Linked DNA regions of Mus musculus: all the other regions are linked to region 3. A link is a contact called in public HiChIP or PLAC-seq and promoter capture Hi-C data. All regions are on one chromosome and are shown on one strand. The core of a region is the stretch at or near the end of the contact, and the rest is flanking DNA. Distances in the headings are between cores, read along the strand shown.

Region 1 (4,489 bases), core at 653-3,152, 220 kb before region 3:
CTTAGAACAGTGTCTGCCTTAATAGAGGCTGACGTAGGAAATTCTATGAACTAATAGTCTCTGAAAAACTTCCCAGCCTTACTTTCCTCAAATATAGTGGGGTGTCACTGGTATCAGTGAGGACTTCCTTTAAGAGTCTATATAAAGTAGTGACTTTCTTAACTTTCTCTTTAACCACCTAACACTGTTACTCTCTTTTATTCCCTTTTATTTTTCTTTGCATTTTGTGTCTGGCACAATGTTATACACATTTAGATAGTTATTTCCTTTTCCATAAGATCCTAATTCTCATGAAGGAAGTGACTTGGGGTTTTTTGTTTTTTGGTCTGTGTGTTTCTTGTTTGTCTTGGTTTTGTGTGAGTCTCTCTCTCTCTCTCTCTCTCTCTCTCTCCCTCCCTCCCTCCCTCCCTCCCTCCCTCCCTCCCTCCCTCCCTCCCTCCCTCCCTTCCTTCCTTCCTTCCTTCCTCTCTTTCTTTCTTTCCTTCCTTCCTCTCTTTCTTTCTTTGAGACAGGGTTTCTCTGTGTAGCCCTGGCTGTCCTGGAACTCACTCTGTAGACCAGTCTGGCCTTGAACTCACAGAGATCCACCCGCCTCTGCCTCCCAATTGCTAAGATTAAATAAAGGCTTGCAGAACCACTCTCCAGCTTATATAAACTCTAACCCTAATATTAATAATACAATGGCTAACCCTACCCCACCTCTCTCTAATCATGATGTTTGACGATTTAGTAGTCTTCAGTGGACACAAATTTGTCACCATCAGAAACGGACCCTTGTTTCTGTTTTTGCTGTTGTGAGACATGGGAGCTTCCTGTGTGGAGGTCTTGGAACTCCCCAGTGTTGGAATTGTTAAGTGTTCATCAGCACCCCAGGTCTCAGAGCTGGGCTTCAGGCTTTACAGCTATAAATAGCTATTTCTTATTTGAATAAACCAGCTCTGATCAGACAGCATTTGCTCTGTATGTACTATAAATACTGCTTAGGGTGGTAGTGAAGTTACAGGGCAACCGAGAGAAATTTGTCAGTAAGTTAGGAAAAAAAAAAAAGAAAGAAAGAAGAAAAAAAAAGCCTCTTCATTTTTTTTTTTTTTTTTTTTTAGGCTGGGCATGACAGCCCACACCTTTTTTTTTTTTTTTTTTAAGATTTATTTATTTATTATATGTAAGTACACTGTAGCTGTCTTCAGACACTCCAGAAGAAGGAGTCAGATCTTGTTACGGATGGTTGTGAGCCACCATGTAGTTGCTGGGATTTGAACTCCAGACCTTCGAAAGAGCAGTCGGGTGCTCTTACTCACTGAGCCATCTCACCAGCCCCAAGCCTCTTCATTTAAACGCACCTTAGAATTACAAAATCATTTGTTTTTCTCATTTCATTGTTGTTGTTTTGAGACGGGACTTCACGCTGAACTCCAGGCTGACTTCAACTCACCATGTAGGCTAACCTTGAATTCAAAATATTCTTGCCTCAGCCTCTACGATAGGCTCCACTTTATTTTTGACCTTAAAATTTAGCCGCAGTTTTGACATAGCAGACCAATAGGGTAAAAAATAAAATTACTAATTTCCTTCATGAACTTTCAAGTATTAACCAGAAATTCAGTCACCAGATTTTAGAACAAAAGAGATACTACAGCTTGCGTAGGACAGTCAGCGGTGCGAGGGGTAGAACGAGACCAGGTTGCTCAGCCCACCTGCCTCAGGATTGGCTAAGGCTCCGCAGGCCCCGCCCCTGTCTGGCGTTTCCTTGCACTCGGGCGGGAGCGTCCAGAGAAGTGAGAGGGTGGAGCAAGGCAAGGAGGCCCACCCCCATCTGTCTCAGGATTGGTTGATACCTAGTGGGCCCCGCCCCCTAGGGCGAGGCTTGGGCTGCGGTCGGGAGGCGCGTGGGACGGGCGGGGCAGTCTGTGGCTCTTGCAGTGCCTGTGGCTGGGTCTGTTCGCTGGACGCCGGCCAGGGATGCTTCCGCCGGACCGCTGTGTGGGTCTTGGGTTGTGGCGGAGGGATGGCGAATGTGCAGGTGGCCGTGAGGGTCCGGCCTCTCAGCAAGCGGTGAGTCTGTCAGGAGGGGGCGCCTGAGGGGTCAAGTGAGCTGAGAGGAGTGCGAGGTCCCTGCCTTCCTCAGGGTGGACTGGCGTGGAGAAAAAAAAAAAATCAGACACAGATTGTCATGGAGGCTCAGGGTCCAGAAGGCCTGGAGGGACAGGGCTTCGCGTCCTAGGAGATAGCAGTTCTTGTGTGGCTCCAGGAGTCGCTGCCCTGTGTGCATGTCCTTGGTGACCTGCCAACTAGTTTCTAGGGACCCTGGCTTGGGTCTTGGTGCACGTAGTAGGGCCTTTCTCACGGAGCATGACGTGAGGAAGTACAAAAGGATGGGCAGACTCCACTACTTTTGGTGTTCTGGGAGTACCCAAGTGAGGACTGGAGGCTGTTGTGTCCGTATATACACATGGGATTGCTCCAAGAGGACATAGGAAAAAGAATTATCAGGATATGGAAGGAAAATAAAGGCCCAGAGAAAGTACACTCTCAACCTGTGCTCAGTAGTTGGTGTGATTTAAAGACTGAACTGTGACATAGGGGAAGTTTCTCCAGACATCTCTTCTTGGTGTCCTCCATGCTAGCTAGTTCCTTGTGTAGGAGCCTGATTCTGCACCCCTCAGCCCTTGAGGCATCCAGTGTGAAGCTGCACACTTCATCCTCTTTTCCTCTCACTTGGGAAGTCAGAGAATGCTTTGCACAAAAGTTGGTGTCAAAGAGCTGTTGTGAATGATCTTTGAGTTTTCTGACAAGTAAGGAGAAGAAGTGCAGAGTCCTCCAAGAACAGGAAGAAAGAGCAAATCTCTGCTCTTAGGGTGTAGATGGAAGCCTTGGACACCTGCTTGGGTTGAAGCGGAAGAGTGATGGGTGATAAAACTGGCAGAGTGTGGGTCTAGACCAGATGACATGTATTGGAATTAGCAGGTTTTTTTTAACTGTCCAGTACACAAGATACCTTGGTAAATGGGAACAGAGGTCAAAAAGGGCATTGTCTCCTATGACGAAAATGGTTCTGTATGGGTTAGGTTTGTCCTTTTAGAGGCCATCTGCTTTTAAAAGTTTAGACCGAATGAGAGCAGTGAGATAGGAGGAACACAAAAGAGTGTACCCCAAATTGCTGTGTTTTGATTGGTAAATGACTTTTTAAACATCTGGCTTTATATCACTGCCTGTGGTGACTCAGGGCTGGGGGCCTCCTGGGAGTAGCTGCTGTCTAGGAGGAGGTCCTTTCCAAACTGTCTTTTAGGATTTGTAGGATAGCAACATTGACCACTTACTCTTAACTGTTTAGTTCCTTGGAAACCAGCAATTTCAAATAGCATGGATTAGATTAGGAAAATGCTGTTGATATTTGCAGTCACTGCTAAGAATAATGTATCTCATCCAACAACAATGAAAAACAACCAGGAAACTTACTTTCAGCACCAGTGTGGGGCCTTGAGAGTAAGTGGTAGACTGTCAAGCCCACTGATCTCCAGGAGTGAGCAGAGTTTAGCAGGCTCCCGGTTCACAAGGACCATAGATTCAGAGGTAGTTATGTAAGCACTCAGTGCAATCTCAGCCAAGAAGTCAGAGCAGACCATTCTTCAATTCCCACAGAAGTCTGCAGAGATAGTGGTAGTACCCGCTGCTCATTGAGGTTGTTTTGCATGTGTGGAATCTGCTGATTATGTAGTCTGTGCTAATATTCAAATAAGTCATCAGCACTGATAACTGTATGTGTGAAGGAACCATTAAAGTCACCTAGCCAAAGCTAACATTATTTTTTCCAAATGAGAACATTGTCTTGTTTAAGTTCTAAAAAGCAGGATTTGACTCGCCGCACCATCCTGCTCCTTTCTGAGATGCTCAAAATTACTCCTTTGTTCTATAGGGCTAGAGATGACCTTGAATAAAATAACAGCACAGAAGTGGTTTTGAAGCCCTAGCCTTGACCTCAGCTGTCTGTCACTGTGAGATGCTGTCCTTGTCTATCCAGACTCACTCACTGCTGAAGAGCACCTGCCTGGTCTGTGCTCTGCCCCCACTCTCCTGTGCCTTTCACACCATGCATTCATTTCCCCCACTTTTTTTTAGGGTTCTTAGGATATGTGAGAATCAGTCTCAGAAAACAAAACAAAAAGGGTTTTTTTTTTCTCATTTAAATTCTGTTCTTATTTCTTAGGGAGACCAAAGAAGGGGGAAGAATTATTGTGGAAGTTGATGACAAAGTGGCAAAAATCAGGAATGTAAAGGTAAGCCTGAAATATCTGTTTTTTTTTTAAATTAAGAACTATTATAATTAGGTGGCCTCTTGGGGTGAATATGTCTAGTATATGAAAGAGCAGGAGATGGAAGAGGCTTGTAGAGGAATCGTGGACCAATCATAAAGCAAATAAACAAGAAGAGAATTGTGCGTAGACTCCAGAAGATGTGGTGGTTTGGTCAATGGTCTGCTAACTGGAATAGT
Region 2 (4,636 bases), core at 1,875-4,374, 140 kb before region 3:
ACCTGTGTCTTCTACAAGAGTAGTACACAGCTGGGCATGTGGTACAAGCTTTTAATCTTAGCACTCAGGAGGTAGAGGCAGAGGCAGATGGATGTTTGTAAGTTTAAGGCCAGATGGCTCTTCATCCAGGACAGCCAGAGAGCTACAGACTGAGACCCTGTCTCAAAACAAAAAAACAAAAGTAAACAAAAACCAACAACCAACAAACAGTACATGATAAGTTTTGTTTTTAGTTTTTTGTTTCATTGGTTTTTGTCCTTTAAAAAAATAAAAAAAGGTTTATTGGTTTGGTTTGATTATAAGTTTTTTTATTTTGCATTTGTTTGTTTGTTTGTTTGTTTGTTTGTTTTGAGTTTGGGGCTCACTGTATATAGCCCTAGCTGGCTTGGAAATTCACTATGTAGATCAGGTTGGCTTTGAACTCAAGAGAAATTCACCTGTCATTGCCTCTGCCTCTTGAGTGCTGGAATTAAAGGCATGTGCCATCATGCCCAGCAAGATTTATTTTTCTTTTTTGTATGGGTGTTGCCTGCAGATATGCCTATGTACCACAAGAGAGCCCGGTGCCTATGGAGATCAGAGGAGGGCATCAGATCCCCTGGGACTGGAATTACACATAGTTGTGACCACCACGTGGGTTCTGGGTATCAAACCCAGATGTTCTGACAAAGCAGGCCCTGCTCTTCCTCTCTCCTCCCCACTGCCTCTCCCTAAGACCTCCCCTCTCCCTCAGATCCAACCCCCATCCTCTCAGAAAAGAGTAGGCCTCTCAGGGACATCAGCTAAACATGGCATAACAAACTATAATAAGACCAGCATATACCACCACATCGAAGCTGGACAAGGTAACTCAAGCTAGGGAAGAGGTTCCACAGGCAGGCAAAAGAGTCGGGGTCAGCCCCTGCCCCCACAATTAGGATTCCCAAAAGAACCCCAAGCTACTCAGCCATAACATATGCAAAGGACCTTGGTCGGACCTCTACAGGCTCCCTGGTCTCTGTGAGTCCCCACGTGTCCTAGTCAGTTCTCATGGTGTCTCCCTGACCCCTCTGGTTTCTTTGATCCTGTCCCTACCCCTTCCAGGACTCCCAGAGCGCCACCAATGTTTGGCTGAAGTACTCTGCATTGGCTCCCAGTTGCTGAATGAAGTCTCTCTGGTCTCTGATGACAGTTCTGCTAGGCTCTGGTCCCAGAACACTGCAGGCAGGACAAACTGTGGGTCGAAGGTGTCGAAGGTTCTGTGGCTGGGTTAGCATTCCAGTGCTGCTCTTAACACTGAGCCTTCTCTCCAGCCCCAACTTAAGCTTTTATTTTATCCAAATAGTAGATGCTATAAGGTAGTAAGTAAAATGGTGTTGCCTTTAGACTGTTTAAAGACTTAAGATTGTTAGAGATAAAAATATTAAGCAGCTTATTTTATGTTCACTGCTGTTGTCCTAAGCTAACTGCAGGTTTGCTAAGCCAGCATAATCTGTGGTTTGTCCAAATCTACAAGGTCAAGGACACCCTGAAGAGACTGTTGGAACTGAGACTGGAGGGTTGAGATTCAGAAGAGCCCAGTAGTGCTAGTGTTGGGAGGGAGGCAGCTCTTGAGGTGCTCTTGAGGTGCAGTTCATGAGGTGGCTTCTCTTGCTGCACCGTGGAATGTCTGTGGGGGCCCCAGTTGATGGGGTCAGGGCTCTCTCATTCCCAGAGCAGTAGGTCCATTATCAAATGGCTTCTGTCGGCAGCACCCTGTGGGATGACTAGGACTTAAACCCTTTTCCAAAGCCAGGCTGTGAAGATCTCAGGTTCCTTATCTATCTAGGCTATAAGCCTGTGAGTGTTATGGGTCTTCCCAGTAGCCAGGCTTGTCCCATTTCCACTGATGGGTTTTCCTGGACTCTTTACTCTTCACCCCTGCAGAAGGGAAGCATCTTCCTGGGCAATAGATCTAGGGCAAGTGCTGGGATATTTTGTTCTCCTTCTGTGGTCCTGCCTCAGGTCTTTGGAAGTTATAGGTTTCCTTTTGCCACTGTGAGGAAAGCCAGTGTTCTTTGGTAGTTGCTCCTGGAAATATGAAGTTACAGTCTGCTTCTTTGTATTTGTGGAGGAACAGGTGACCAACACCAGGTCCAAAATGTTTGTTCTCAGGTCACGTGTGCCACACTGCACACAGTCAGCAAACATTGAGGCATATTGGATAGTCCCCTATGTTTCTTTAGGACTATTGGCATGTCATTGTCAAATCCTAGATATCTCACCATCCCCTCACTGTGTTACTATGTGCTCCTGCCCTGTAGCAGCATTAGCTAGATCTTACCTTTTCCCAGACATTAGTGAGATACATCTAGTATTTTACCTCCTAAGTTTCATACTAGATTTTAAACTGAGACAAATTTTACAGTAGGGGCTGATGAGATGGCTCAGCGGTTAAGAGCACTGACTGCTCTTCCGAAGGTCCTGAGTTCAAATCCCAGCAACCACATGGTGGCTCATAACCATCCATAAAGAGATCTTACACTCTCTTCTGGAGTGTCTGAAGACAGTTACAGTGTACTTACATATAATAAATAAATAAATCTTTAAAAAAGAAAATTAAATTTTACAGTAAGGGAACATAAGATTTTCTAGAGCATTACTTTTTGGTCTTTGGAGAATGCCATCTTGCTCCTTTATTTATTTGTTCCCATTGGCTAATATGAAGCTATTCTTTCATCCTTGGGATGCTGAATCCTTATGCACATGATGTATTTTTAACATTTTTCATATTTTATTTTTTCTACAATTTTTGTTAGCAAATATATATATATGAAATGCTTAATTTGCATACTAACCAGTATTTTCTTGCTTTGGACTTTTAAATTTTTTCTTTAACAATGCTACAATATTGTCTTTGACCCACAAAGTATAAAGAATTTATTTGGTCTGATCTATAAAATAGGCCTCTGATATAATCCCTCTTCCCAATGCTTACCTAGTTTTTGACTCACTATTAATTCATGATTATAGCTGGAAATCATCACCGAGGGCCTTGAACCTCACGATGTCAGTTTGTGGTTGAGGAGCACAGAGAAGTGGGGAGCCTGGGGAACGGGAGACAGATCTTGCTTGATAAGGCCTGTGACAGCTGCAGAGATGGGGCTGGCAAGCATCTTAGTGCCCTTCAGCACTGTGGTTTTTGGAGGAGTGGTGAGGTGAGGGCTGTGCAGGTGAGAGGTAGGAGGTGACAGATGGAACACTGGCTTCAGGAAGCTCAATGCTGAGGAGACATCTTTGTGTTTAAATGCTAATAATATCTAGTGACAAGGGCGAGGTGGGGACAAGTGGAGAGAAGTGATTAGGTAATAGTGCTCCTAAGGGTTACAGGTCTAAGAAACAATTCAAAACTACTGCAGCAGGAGGGATGAGGAAGGAAGGTGGTAGAACTGTTTACTTAGCGTGTGTATATGTATGCACATACCGTGTCACACATTAGGAGGTCGGAAAACAGCATCCAGCCAGGCGTGGTGGCGCACGCCTTTAATCCCAGCTCTCGGGAGGCAGAGGCAGGTGGATTTCTGAATTCGAGGCCAGCCTGGTCTACGGAGTGAGTTCCAGGACAGCCAGGGCTACACAGAGAAACCCTGTCTCGAACCCCATCCCCCCACCCCCAAAAAAGAAAACAGCATCCAGTATTAGTTTTGTACCAGGGACTCTGATTCTCTAGCTTGGTGGCAGGCACCTTTACTTGGTGAATCATCTCACTGGCCCATGTTTTTGTCCTACCAAGGAGGTGGCTGACACAGTGTACTAACCAAGGACAGCAGAGACCCAGAGCTCTGGTCCTAGAGTAGGGCTTCTGGCTCAGTATGGCACCTAGCCAGGGCCAGAGTCTGCTGTTCAGAGCTCATTGCTTCTTCCTTATCTCCCCTTCACTTTGACTTTATTATCTACACTAAACTCCTTGTATCAGTCAGGGTTCTCGAGTCACAGAACTTACGGGCAGTCTCTGTATAGTAAGGAAATCTGTTGATTACTTACAGTTGTAGTTCAACTCCCTTACAATGGTCAGCAGCAGCTTTGAATGGAAGTCTAAGGATCTAGCGGTTGCTCAGTTCCACAAAGAAAACAGGCAAAGAGAGCAAATCTTCCATCTTCCAATGTCCTTATGTAGGTGTGGCTCGGATTAAAGGTGTGTGCCTGGATCTGGGACTTGCTTTGTCCCAGATGACCTTGAACTCAGAGATCTACCTGCCTTAATCTGGGATTCATAGCCACTATGCCTCAAGATCTCATGCCAAGGTCCAGGTCAGATACTTGTATCTCCCAGCCTCCAGATTAGGATCACTGGAGTGCCTCCAATTCTAGATTGTAGTTCATTCTACATATAGTCAAGTTGACAACCAGGAGTAGCCACTACACCCCTCCAGTGATGGTCTCCTTCCTGCTGCCACCATGGTACAGGTGTCTTCTCACATACTGACCCTGGGGTTTACCCATTTTTTAGAGGGCCTGTATAAGTTATTTCTCTGCTGGAGAAATGAGCCAATTTTAGGTTAGGCAGATTAGAGTATATATAAAGGCAGGTTTATTGGGAAACTACTCTTTGGCACACGCTTGCTGAGAAAGAAGAGAGAAGGGTAGGTGGGAGAGACCAAAATGTCTAGACTGACTA
Region 3 (4,656 bases), core at 195-2,694:
AGATGGCATACTGTTATATCTGTCACCATTGCAGCTTCTTTAAAATCGCAACATAAAAAGTAAAAAGTATTCAACCCACTCAATACTTTTTAAAAAATCCTCATTTTTTTTACTCCTTAAATGAATGTTATTCTAGTCCACTTTGCTGAAAGAAAACAGATACATCTTTGCAGTCTATCCTGGCAAGTCCATGTTTAATGTCACTGCAACTATTAATGGCTCAAAACCAAACACTGAAACAAAACACAGCCTGAATCCTCCTTGTATTTGAGAGTTTGAGTCCATTCACAATACACTCTCTCACACACATTCAATTCTACTAAATAACATCTTCCCATCATATACAGGTTAAAATAGAATTGTCTTCTTTAAATGTTAAAGGACAGCTTCCAAAGCTAGGGGAGAGAAGCCTATCAACTTTAATCCAAAGCAAAGTACAACTCAATGTCATTTTTACCTCTAAGGCAGCGCCACAACTGAAACAAAATGAACTTCATTTAAGGATCAGGTATCCTAGCATCCCCATGATTATTTACTTCTCTGACTCGACAGTGCGTATATGTAGGCTCTTTTGTCCCTCTTTTGGCATCCCCGCGTATCAACAGCATCATCTTTGTCAAAGCAAATCCCTCTGGTCATTACTTCAATACTACAAAGTCCCGGCCTTCCTTGTTACCACACAAATGAGATTCGGTAGTCCCGTCACTCTTCCATTACAGTGGGAAAAGCAAGATAGAATGAAACGCTCATAATTTCAAAAGACTCCTCTCTGCTCGGTCCTGGTAGCCAGAAGAGTCATGAGTACAAGTGATATATGGGTCACCCACAGAAACAGACGAAGCAGCTTCATGAACCTCCAAGTTCAGGGAAGGCACCCAAAGCCTCCGGGGAAATGGGGCAGAACCAGAAAGATCTGTGGGATGAGGATCAATTTGGGTCTGGCGTCGCCTCAGGGCGTGGGCATAAGAAACCCAGGGGTCTCGGGCAGTCTCCCCTCCACGCCTCGGTTGAGCTGAACGAGGGATGAGGCGGGCGCAGGGAAGCTTCTTGGAGACGCCCTGGGGCTCGGGGGTGTGTCCTACCTGGGCCGCGGCGGACGCAGGATCTCTGACGGAGGACGAGGGTCTAGCTCAGGGTCCGCACCGGCAGGAGTCACCGCTCAGCAGGCGGGCCCGCCACCGCCTGCCCATCCCCCGCCGCCCACTGCGGCGGGACCGGAGCGCGGCTTAGACGGCCGGCGGTCCCTTCGGATGCCGTCCGCGTCTAAAGGCGGCGGCAGCGGCTGCGGGTATTGCTGCGGATTGTCCCGGGCCGCTGCTCTCGTGCCAGCCCCTGCTCCTCCTCCTCCTCCTGCCGCCGCCGCCTCCTCGTCCCTACCGCTCCCATCGCCGCTGCGGCGACTACTGCAGCGCCCGCTGACCCGGCCCGACGTTACTCTCCCCCCCGCAAGCCGCACAGCCTAGCCCACCCGCCCTGCCAGCGCGCACCGCCCACCTCTCCGCCGCGGGTGCTGATTGGAGAGCACGTTCCCAGCCTGTGGCGTCGGTTGGCTAGTCCCATTGCCTATCAGGAAGGGGGCGGAGAATTGGGCCGAGAGTGTCTCCGCCCCCCACCGGAGAATTGCCGCTATCTTCAGGTTTGCCTGAGAGGGCGAGTTACCGGGAAAGGAGCATCACAATGACAGTGCGCGTGTGCTTGGGAATTCTGGGACTCGTAGTTCCAGCCTCCGCTGCAACGGCCGGCCTGTCCTGAGGAGAGATGTAAGGCGCAGTGCTTCTGAGAGCCGACTTCAGTAGGTGTTCTCCTAGCTCAGCGTGCTTATGGCCACAGAGTTGGGCCCTTTGGAAGAAAATTGGTAATGCTTTGTCACTGAGGCGGTCGCGTCGAGAATCGTGAGGCCGGGTCATTGCTTAAGGTCTACTCGCCTGCTCAGACCTAGAGCTGCCAGGATCTGGGAAATGGGCGCTGTCCCCTAACCTAAGCTGCTAACTAGGGCCGGGAAACCCGAAGGTATTGGGAGAAAAGAAAGGAGTTACAAAGATGTCAGCCTGGCGAGGGAGTGCCCATTCACAACCCACGAAAAAAGATTTCATTGGCTTTTTGATAAAGACAATGAACAACTTTCATGTGGACCAGTCTGGGACTCTAAGCTTGGAGTTTGCAGGAGTGGCTCAAGACACACAAAGACTAACTATGAAGGGTGGGACACCGAGGCTGTATGGGAGACGTATTTCATGTTGAATGTGCCAAGCTCTTTGGTGAAAAAAAACAAAACAAAACCTAAGAGTAAGTCCCTCTTCTTTCTTTACTATCCATTATATAGACATTAAAAATTAAGAATAAACTTTACCAAGATCACAAAACTGATGTCAAAACCAAACTGCGGACCTATTCCATATTGTATGCCCAACGTTCTTTTTTCCTTAACAATTGCAATGACTGCCACGAGTTTGCCAGGAACAGAGAGGATGCAATGGTATGAATTGTAAAGGTTCACTTTTTGTTTTTGTTTTTGTTTTTGTTTTTGTTTTTCGAGACAAGGTTTCTCTGTATATCCCTGGCTGTCCTGGAACTCACTCTGTAGACCAGGCTGGCCTCGAACTCAGAAATCTGCCTGCCTCTGCTTCCCGAGTGCTGGGATTAAAGGCGTGCGCCACCACACCCGGCTCAAAGGTTCACTTTTACTTTCAAATATTTTCTTAGGTGACAAAAGTGTTCTTACTGTTAAGGAACTACCATCCTCTTTATATTCCTTTACAAGCAGGAGACATCCTTACTGCCTGTCATGTGCAGACTCTTGGACAGAAACCAAAACAAAAGACAACTGATGGTGAGGTCATCTTGTTCTATTCAAACATGAAGGCGTTGCCAGATTGTTTTGTTTCTATTGATGAAAGTTGGAAAATGCTTTTTTCCCCCATTATTCAATACAGACATGTGCTACAAAAACAGGTAGAATTTAAAAATTAGGTTAAGATACAAATGGGTTTCATTGTGGAATCTTCATTGTTTTCTTTTAAAGATAGGCTGTAGCCCCCATGAAGCCCTGAATAGCCTCAGTTTTTTGATCTTCCTGCCTCAGTCTTGGGCATGCTGCAATTACAGCTTCCAGCTGGCATCTTGACAATCACCTTGTAAAATAAGCCAAGCCGGAATCAGCTAGCTAAGCCATTCCCCACATTCAGCCCCACAAAAATATGATACAATAAATGTTTAAGGTTTAATCTGCAGTATCAAAAATAAATGTTTACTATTATCTTCAACACTGGTTGATTGTGTGGCGATAACTACTAATACAGAAAGATTTGGGAAAATAGGCAGTGATGGTGCACACCTTTAGTCCCAGCACTCAGGAGACAGAGGCAGGCGTTTCTCTGTGAGTTTGAGGTCACCCTGGTCTACAGAGAGAGTTCCAGGACAACCAGGGCTACACAGAGAAACCCTGCTTTAAAATAAAAAAAGAAAAGAAAAGAGATTTGGGGAAATAAAGGTGAAATAGAAGACTGACTCAGGTGTGCGGATACTCTGGATACATGAAGGAACAAAACTCAGACTTAAGAAAAATCTTACAAAGTAGTCAGTAAGATTCAGTTTTATACCAGGTAGACTTCATATAAGACATAATTCACTTTACAATAGTTATTTTCCCCTTTGCTCCAGCATGAAATAAACAATACACTGAATAACCCTCTCCTTTTCCTGTTCTTCCATGTGTGTGCTAATCTACCCACATTTAGGTGCCACTTTGTAATATGTCTCCCCCACCCCCATCTCAACAGGAAATTACCTATGTGGGTCATTTGCAGCACGAGGTTACCAGGGCAACATGACAATGTTTTGTTTATTGTACCCTAGCAGGGTAAGCACAATGCTCCTGAATCACATCCCCAGCCCCAACACCACAGTATGAATCAGCATGAAGATCAAAGAAAGAAGATGGCTGACAGGGCTTTCCTTCCTTGTCTTTAAAAATTCTCCTGGGATGTGAAGGAAGTGTTGAGTGCCCCTCTCTGCACCTGTGATGGCTAATATCCTTTGTCAACTTGACAGGGTTCTAGCTAGAATCACCAAAGAGACAAGCTCTTTGCTCTCTTCCATGTGTCTATGAGGGATTATCTAGATTTTGTTAGTGGAGAGGGGGAAGACACACCCTAGTCCAGGTGGCATTATAGGGTGCAGAGGAACCCTGAGTGAATGTGTGCAGTTGACATGAGAAAGGCAAAGCACCTAACATCCCCCGATCTGGGTGCAAATGCTGGCTGTGTGAGCAGAAAAGCAAGAAAGGAAGTTAACCACCAAGAGGACCAGACATCTCACACTCCACAGCTTCCCCCGCCCCATACTGACTCTGTACCTTTGAACTATGAACCAAAATAAACTCTTCCTTAAGCTGCTTCCTCCCCCAACTCCGCCCCCCCTCCCAACCAGGTGTTTTGTCAGCACAAGAGAATTAGCTAAGTTGCACCAGAAAAGCCAAAGTCTCAGGTGGCCAAGAGTGTAGCTCACTGGTAGAGCACAGGTTCATCATGAACAATGTTTTAAGTCCAATTCCTGGGGTCAAAAAAGCAAAAACAAAACCTCTCAGACCCCAGAACTGTACACTAATAACTGTGTATTAATTTCCTTATAGCTGTCAGGCTGCTTTCAAACTGAGTA

What was found. Promoter capture Hi-C pulls out the DNA fragments that hold promoters and counts their contacts. HiChIP or PLAC-seq counts read pairs in DNA pulled down with a chosen protein or histone mark.
Region 1: a contact with region 3 is called in a promoter capture Hi-C map of pre-B cells, with 5 times the contacts expected there. The contact joins the promoter of Stard9 here to the promoter of Ttbk2 in region 3. A contact is called at or near these places in 11 of 39 promoter capture datasets (the 3T3-L1 cell line, the C10 cell line, cranial neural crest and 7 more), 6 of 484 Hi-C or Micro-C datasets (Th17 cells, embryonic stem cells, granulocyte-monocyte progenitors and 3 more), 6 of 115 datasets of contacts at active chromatin or transcription factors (the 230-238 cell line, DN3 thymocytes, bone marrow-derived macrophages and 2 more) and 1 of 9 other capture datasets (adipose tissue).
Region 2: an H3K27ac HiChIP or PLAC-seq map of double positive thymocytes shows a contact between it and region 3, with 2.3 times the contacts expected there. The contact joins the enhancer-like site here to the promoter of Ttbk2 in region 3. A contact is called at or near these places in 21 of 39 promoter capture datasets (the 3T3-L1 cell line, 3T3-L1-derived adipocytes, the C10 cell line and 14 more), 11 of 484 Hi-C or Micro-C datasets (CD8 T cells, the HL-1 cell line, beige adipocytes and 6 more), 15 of 115 datasets of contacts at active chromatin or transcription factors (the 230-238 cell line, DN3 thymocytes, T-cell acute lymphoblastic leukemia and 8 more) and 4 of 9 other capture datasets (adipose tissue, embryonic stem cells, liver and 1 more).

Annotation. Positions count from the first base shown.
Region 1 is chr2:120,627,219-120,631,707 of GRCm38.p6, forward strand. Stard9 (START domain containing 9) reads left to right here and starts at 1,903. Exons shown (of 33, transcript NM_001370940.1): 1 at 1,903-2,052; 2 at 4,205-4,274. The coding sequence starts at 2,006.
Region 2 is chr2:120,707,272-120,711,907 of GRCm38.p6, forward strand. All of the region lies in intron 26 of Stard9 (START domain containing 9), which reads left to right. Among named protein-coding and RNA genes, the nearest start is that of Cdan1, 22 kb to the right of the region's middle. Within about 2 kb of position 3,125, at least 21 of the 459 cell types and tissues checked have an H3K27ac peak or open chromatin away from gene starts, as enhancers often do. A contact at or near this core is called in DN3 thymocytes, T-cell acute lymphoblastic leukemia and double positive thymocytes, where this site is marked.
Region 3 is chr2:120,848,974-120,853,629 of GRCm38.p6, forward strand. Ttbk2 (tau tubulin kinase 2) reads right to left here and starts at 1,445. Exons shown (of 16, transcript NM_001024856.2): 1 at 1,083-1,445. It overlaps AV039307 (expressed sequence AV039307), which reads left to right and starts at 1,683. Exons shown (of 4, transcript NR_038350.1): 1 at 1,683-1,792.